Linked DNA regions of Gasterosteus aculeatus: region 1 is linked to region 2. The links are chromatin contacts, called in public Hi-C maps. All regions are on one chromosome and are shown on one strand. The core of a region is the stretch at or near the end of the contact, and the rest is flanking DNA. Distances in the headings are between cores, read along the strand shown. Region 1 has its middle 15 kb from the start of ctnna1. Region 2 has its middle 19 kb from the start of tspan17.

What was found. Hi-C and Micro-C count contacts between places; a contact is called where the count stands out from the background.
Region 1: a contact with region 2 is called in a Hi-C map of skeletal muscle, with 2.8 times the contacts expected there. The contact joins two enhancer-like sites. A contact is called at or near these places in 3 of 6 Hi-C or Micro-C datasets (skeletal muscle, tail fin and whole body).

What each region holds. Positions count from the first base shown.
Region 1 is chr4:13,742,671-13,746,269 of fGasAcu3.hap1.1, forward strand. No RefSeq gene overlaps it. Among protein-coding and RNA genes, the nearest start is that of ctnna1, 15 kb to the right of the region's middle. Within about 2 kb of position 1,796, at least 2 of the 9 cell types and tissues checked have open chromatin away from gene starts, as enhancers often do.
Region 2 is chr4:13,697,836-13,701,552 of fGasAcu3.hap1.1, forward strand. No RefSeq gene overlaps it. Among protein-coding and RNA genes, the nearest start is that of tspan17, 19 kb to the left of the region's middle. Within about 2 kb of position 2,151, at least 1 of the 9 cell types and tissues checked has open chromatin away from gene starts, as enhancers often do.

The sequences.
Region 1 (3,599 bases), core at 546-3,045, 44 kb after region 2:
ATGCTGTATTGATCATGCTAGGCCCGGCGGGCTTTATGTATTAGTACTTACCGTCTCCACAGCGGGAGCTCTGCCCTCACTGTGGCACTTGGGGATTCACGCAGTGTCTGATGGGTTCCAGCATTATCAGTATGCAGCACACATGCCTACAGGTCTGCAAATAACTCTGTGACAAGCCGCCCATCCAGCCGCCCCGCCCCTTTGTTGATCCATACTTTATTACTATATTTATGAGTAATACACAAGCTCCAACGGTGTCGTTCCAATCAACCAGGGGTCGTGCAAATTCTTTTTCCCCACTAGCCGTCAAATTCGATGAGTAATTTGAATAGGTGCTGATGCAGACGGAGCTGGTGGTCAAGTGGGTTTATCTTTATCCCGGTTCAAATAAACTGTGCGTGCTGACAGAGCAAACTTGAATCCGTACTTGAATCTGATGAACTAAGGATACAATCTTGTTTGTCTGTTGCTGCTCAAGCATCAGCTTATAAGATTTTTAAAAAAAATGAAAATTTGTTTCAAGATTACATCTCTTTGCCGCCTTTCTCGGCAGAAGTAAGTACTCCATCAGTGCAACTAGTCACAAGTAAATGGACCTGCAGCCCACCTAAACACAATCCTCTGAGAACGTATCTTTCAACGTGGAGAATCAATAATAGATTTCTTTACTCCACAGGGGGAAGGTTTAAACTAGACAAGTGTCAGTCTCTGTTTTATTAGACAGTCATCCACCCCTAAATGCGACTAAGGACACAATGCAGCAATTTGATCACAGCAGATAGGAGCAGGCAAGAAAAAACGATTTCTTCTTTTGTATCAAGTCCACCACATTTAACAGGATCACAGCATGGTGCCGTGGATCACAAACCAATCCGGCAGCGGTTTTATGCAACATTAGTAATTTTTCTCATATATTTAATGAACTAACACGGACGGCATGTTTAACTGTACATTAAAACATGCCGGTTTATTCCTTGTGCAAATTAACATAGCATGGAAAAACACACAAACACCCCCTCCCCCCCCATCACATAAACACGGAAAGGTAGAGATTATAGACCGGGGATGCTCACTTTTTTACAGCTGATTACATCATGGAAAGTTTTAACATTTCCATTTCCATGGCAACAGAACAAACTCAATATACTAGTGAGGCGGTTGATGTGATGTGGACGACGGCTATAGACCTTACCAGAATGGATTATTTTGTCAAATGTTAAGATTAATGTCATGCTACTTAAAACATAATGATCCAATAAAGAAAAACCTACAGCTGAGTCATGTTTACCAGACACAACACGGTAGTGTTTTAGTTGCTTTGCGAACACACGCTCCTGGCACTGCAGTAAAAGCTCTTTGGCAATGACTCAGACACTTAATATGCATATATTTCCCCCTACTGGTCAACACATAACATTGCATATCATCTTTGTCCCTTTTATTTCTCAGCTTTTGATATAAATCTAAATTACTGCTGCAAAATACAGATTTGGGCAGATAGTAGACCAGCGTGTGAAATTTCTCCATATTTATGTTATGGATTGCAGTCAGTGGAGCACATCACTGGCAGCCTCTGGGCTTTATAGCTGTTATCAAAACAGGCTGAGACTGGCCTGTGTTGATTTGTGTCCTGTTCTCTGGTGAATCTGCATGTAATTTGTCCTGTGAGTCCCTGTTTGATCCATGCAGCAAATCTTGGCACAAATAGGACTTCACAGCATGAGAGCTACTCTTGCTGTGGATTTTGCATTAAGCCCGTCATCCTACTCTGATGTTATGCTATTGGGAATAAAATAGGTGGTGCCTCCCCCTCTTGTGGTTTGATGTAATATTGCATTGGCTTGAAGTTGTAGTTGCTCCTAACTGTGCCAGGTCATTAGAGCTTTTGATAACCACATTGAGGCTGATACTGAGCTTGCATCGCAATCTGCAAACCATGAACCGAATGCTAAGCGCACGGAGAGCACCGCGCGTTTTATCTCGGCAGAAAATAATAGACACCAATTTCAATGCGTGTATATGGAGTTATGTGACTGCCTGGGATGACAAAGACAATGTTTGAGAGGAGAAGAGAAAGAAATCAATGTCAGGATTGAGGCGGCTTATTTCCTTTGGTGTGCAGTGTATCGCTGATTGAGCGTTCAGACCCATCCAAAACCAAGATTGCCTCTCCTTTTTATAGGCAGCTCCAGCTCAGATTGACTCTCAGTCTCACGATGCTGGTAAAAATAGCTTTATTCTCAACAGGCTAGATTTCATTTAGCAGGCCGGTGTCTTTGCACTAGTAGCTGATGGGAAAGAGTTTATTTATAACAGAGGAGGGGACGGATTACTTTTGTATTGTTTTTGTATAAGAAACATCGTGCATTGCAGCAGCATCGTTTGTATGTGTGTGCATGTGAACAATCTCCTTTACTTTCAAAAGTCGCATGTGTTTTCTTTTGAAGGTAAAGATGAGTGCTGAGAGGAAAAATATTTCACCATGCATTCAGAATTCTTCTCCCTGTTTCCCAGGAAGATCCTGGGCTTTGCTGTGAAGCATGGGTGGCTGTGTGAGTTATGGCACGCGAGCTCGTCAGGAAGGTTTCAAAGAAAGAATGGATTCCACACAATAATGTCTCCTCTCAGATACATACCAGATATAAAAAAGCAACAATACAGGAAAGACAGCACCGTGCACAACGCCGCATCGGTCCCTCAGGTTGATAGTTAAAAGAAAAGTGTGGAAAGTGTGTTTTCTCTGGCAATGAAATGGTGAGCAAGGAAGGCTGGGTTCATTCTTCTTCAGCCTCCTAAGGGCACTGAATTCATGCCTAGCTTTCTTTTTCTCTCCCTCTTCTTGTGCGTTTATGTGAACGCGCGCGCACTACACTCTTGTCTGTGTTTGTGTGTGCATCGGGCGAGTGTGCCAGGGCATCATTGGGTTGAAGCTATGTGGAATGGAATTTATCAAAGTCAGTGGAGCATTGTGATGAGAGCTTTGTGAGGAAATTTCAACCATGACTATAGCCAGGGTCCATATAAAGCGGTTAGCTTTCTCTTGCTTTTTAATGAAAATTCTCCCCAGCTATTTTGGTTCACAGGATCTCAATATAGCTTTAACCTTTGCTGTTTGTACTGTCAGCTGAACTGGTGGGTGCCATTCTTCCATCCATCCAAGTTGTTTTGCATGATCAGAATTTGACCAGGCGTCTATTTATCTTCAGCCTCCCCGAAGACACGTTCTGCATATTCAATTTGTATTTTCTCCATCCAGTTTCCATTTGAAAACCGATTGACTCAGTGCCTCCCCATCCACTATAATGACCAAATAATTTACCTTGTTACCATGAGGCAGATAATGGAAATGAAAATAAATCCCAATCCAAACTTTGTTGGGCCACAACATTACAATCAAATGCTTGAGCTGAAAACAAGGAAAAGGAGCGAAATACTCTCCATGTAACAATTATTTGTTTGATTGCTTTTGAGGTCTCTTACCTGTGCTCTTTGTGTCTCTGTGTCTAAATGGCTTCCCATACCTAAGGCCAGTCATTTATTTACACCATTAGGGCAAATTGCACGGCTGAGACCAGCTATGATGTCCTCTGCTTCTCCAC
Region 2 (3,717 bases), core at 901-3,400:
TTTCAGATTTACTTTGATTAGAAAATGTTATTTTTCATCCTATGAGGGATTAGTCAGCCAATAGAGGGAGACAAATAGTGACCGTGAGCGCCGACGCTGAAACACCCACTGTGGCTGCATCTCTTGATTTCCTGTAAAGCAGCACAATTTGCTAAAAGAAAGAAGGAAATGATTGTATTTATTATATTGTTGCCATAAGAGAGCAGCTAGCGGCCATTATGACATCCATTCAGTTACCTGCTGTTGCCGCTGTGCTTGATGTTGGGATCAAAAACAGTAACTCTGGGCCAAAAAAAGAAACCCTAAACTTCATAGAATATTGCCATCACCTTTTCCTATGCATCTCAAAGACAAACCACGCCAGCAGGATGCAGAAAGTGGAGCTGTTTCCTTGAACAAATGACTTAGTGGACACAAGCTCCATTGCTCTTGCGGCCTTTTATGTTGGAGTTTTTTGGCAACGACAGCAAATTATCATTTGTAAAGCTAATCATCCTTGAGAAATCACAAATTTACTGCCGTACCGGTTTACATTAAGCATGAGGCTTCATGGCTGCAAGGACGGCTACTCTAGCGAAGATTCCTCTCTGATTTGATTTAATACCACCTGCTACAAAGAGCGTTATCGTTCCAATAAATATGACCGGCCTTGTGTTTTTATCCGTGCAGGATACCTCATGCATAGTAGGCAGCCACAATCTGCTCCCGTGCATCTTCACTGTAGTTCATTGCTCAAAGAACAGAGGTATATTATTTAAAGGACAACGTGAGGTGACGCCCTTGCTGGATAGTTCATTTCTAAACAAAGTTTTAAAATGCATTCACCAGATTCTCTGCCCGATGAGCAAGACCACGTGCTGCTGCAGCTTTTGCCTTGTGGTCTTGTAGAGCGAGCTCACAGCGTTCTAACGCATCCGACATCCCGGACGCTCTCCCACGGTCCTACGGGACCTTCACTTTAAACATTATTTGGACTGCGCTGGCAGTTTGTTGGTTCATCTTCAGCCTGCTGAATAAGAATAACCAGATCAATCTGTTCTCATACACCAACAGAGAAGTAATGCAGTATAATGTGTATATAACCCACGAAAATCAACTGAATCGAAACAAGAAAGCGGGAGACGACAAAGTATGAATATGAAACAAAGACCAAACACATTGGACTTCCTCTTTGTCACGAAACATCCGTACTTCTTATTATACAAACCACAGTCTTTTCCTAACCAATCAGTTTTGGGGCCTAAAGAATATACACAAAAAAAAGATGCCGTAGGAAACGTTTCATGTGGCTATGTTGCCACCCGTAAATGTCAATCTCATTAAACTTAACTTAAAATAATGACGTTTCCATATTAATATCACGTGTTTGTAATGGTACTAATGAGTGTGATGTCCTGCGCTTTTGTCTGAGCTTTTACTAACATGCATTTTTTATCTTACTCTTCCGAGGGGGCCTTAAGTCTGGCTCCCTTTCGACACGAATAAATGCGGTTGAGTTTGTTGCTCCGCAGAACTATTAGTGAGATCTTCCACACTTCATTGCGCGGTAGATATGATCATGCAACTGACAGCAGGGGCCCAGTTACCATTGCTTGCACCCCTGCTGTGTCTGACTGAGTTCATTGCACAAGAGCCTTTGTTTTTCAGGATTTCACAGAGTTTAGTCACAGTTAGATCCACACTGTTTGTAATTAGTCAATTAAAGAGCCACAGCTTGCGATCGCAAAGGAGCCTGAGAGGCAACCTGAAGGTGTGTCCGTCTGAGCTCAACCTGGGTTCAAAGTCCCAGCGCTGCATTTGATTTCAAATTCTGCGGTACGTTTATAACAAAAGAAGGCTTAATGCAATATAGAAACAATGCATGCTTGATCATTTCTAGTGTGCAGCAGCTACACCCCTAAACACGTCTTCGTTAATGATATCACAACTCGAGCACACCGATCGTGACCCAAACACGCCGCGGTCACATCATGTCGGTAACGGGAATAAGACCTGCGACCAAACGAGCAAAGGAAACCAGATCCACTCATTAAACTGAACAGTCGCCAAGAAATGCCGTGACATTACGAGGCAAGAGAAAAGACTCCCTGTGGTTCCCCACGAGGGAAGAACCATGTCCGCCTCCAGATAGGGCTTTTAGCCCCGCCGCCGTTGGCAGCAATTGATTTCATTGATGTGCCTTGTGCAGCGGACTATCCCTGATAAAGACGGCCATTCAGTGCGCGAGTGACGTCACATCTGCGTCAGCTAACTTGGAGGAATAGACATCACATGCCGGCACTCAGCTCCTCGCCTTTTGATGCTGGTGTGTTAAAGGCTTTCTTTGAGGGCGCAGTGGGGCAGCGGCGGAGCAGTACGAGCCAGTCATTGCACACAGCAGCTGGCAGAAATATAGATCTCTGCAGAATAAGGGGGAAAAAAACCCAACCTGGTACCATTTTCAAATGGAAAGCCTGGTGACCCCCCCCCCAGGCCCCGGGCACCAGGCTTTTAACTTCTGCCAATGTCATCCCACCCACGTCATTATTCTAACAACTGATCTAGTGTAAAAGGCTCCAACCACACCAGAGGCAACACGAAGAGGCCTGCGCCTAGAAGTTAACTTTACATCGTGTCCACGACCGAATTACAGTTTTCTGGTCCGTCAAGTGATTCCATTTGGCCCAAAAATATCTTTTCCCAAAGACTTTCGTACTTTCATCGAGAAACGGTAGTGTTACCAGTACGGACACTTATTTAAATCACTGGGTTTTAAAAGTTTATAAGTGCGGCAATAGCCAATCTTGTCTAGCAATCTTCCACATCTGGAAGATTGCTAGACAGGTATTTCCATCTGAATTGTATATTATTTTGGCTTCAAGCACCACTGTGCAACTTCCACAGAATGCTGTATCCAGTTATCTTTATACAAGCCGACAGCTGACTGAGTGGCGTAGATACCTGAACTTTCTATGGAGATGAATGTGAAATTGAAAAGAAGTTATGCATGAAGTGAGGGAGAACTGACACTTCATCCTGGCTTACAAAACTGTAGCTAAAGAGGTTGTTGAGGGGGAGAAGGTGTTGGAAAAACATGGAAACGCTTCATCTTTACAGCGCTGTACTCCATTACTTATTTGGTTTAAAACATTGTGACTTTTTCAATCTCTTATCCTTTGATAGTTTTGATACCAGGTGGTCCACAACTGGTGATGACCTCTTAAACAAGTCGGATAGGCCGCGATGTCATAATGTGTCTAAGCTTTGCGTCGAGTGTTGTGGTCTGATTGGTTGATGGTGTAATTGAATGAGTTTCTGTAATTTCCTGGACAACAGTGATTGAATTAGAGCTTAATTTAATTAATGGCAAAAAGGATTATGGCTGAAGCACAAAAATCACAGCACTGCTCTAAATCTGCTGGCAACTCAGTCACAGGAGTGCGCCTCAGGGTTAGGTTGAAGGATATAGCTGCTCTGGCCAACCATAATTCACCCAAGTGGCTCTGCTTTAAAGACAGAATCACACAAGAGCTAATTGCATGTCAGCCATTTTTAGATGGAATATTTATCTGCGCCATACAGTATATATTTATAGTGCTTTCAAGGTGTTCCACCAGAAGGCCATAATGGATGTGTGAGTGTGCTTCTCAACCAGGGGGGGCAACAGAAGTACATTCAAACAAGTAAAGGGAGGTGTCTGTTTTCTATCAGAGCTCAAGTAAAGGCTGTGGGTGGTCC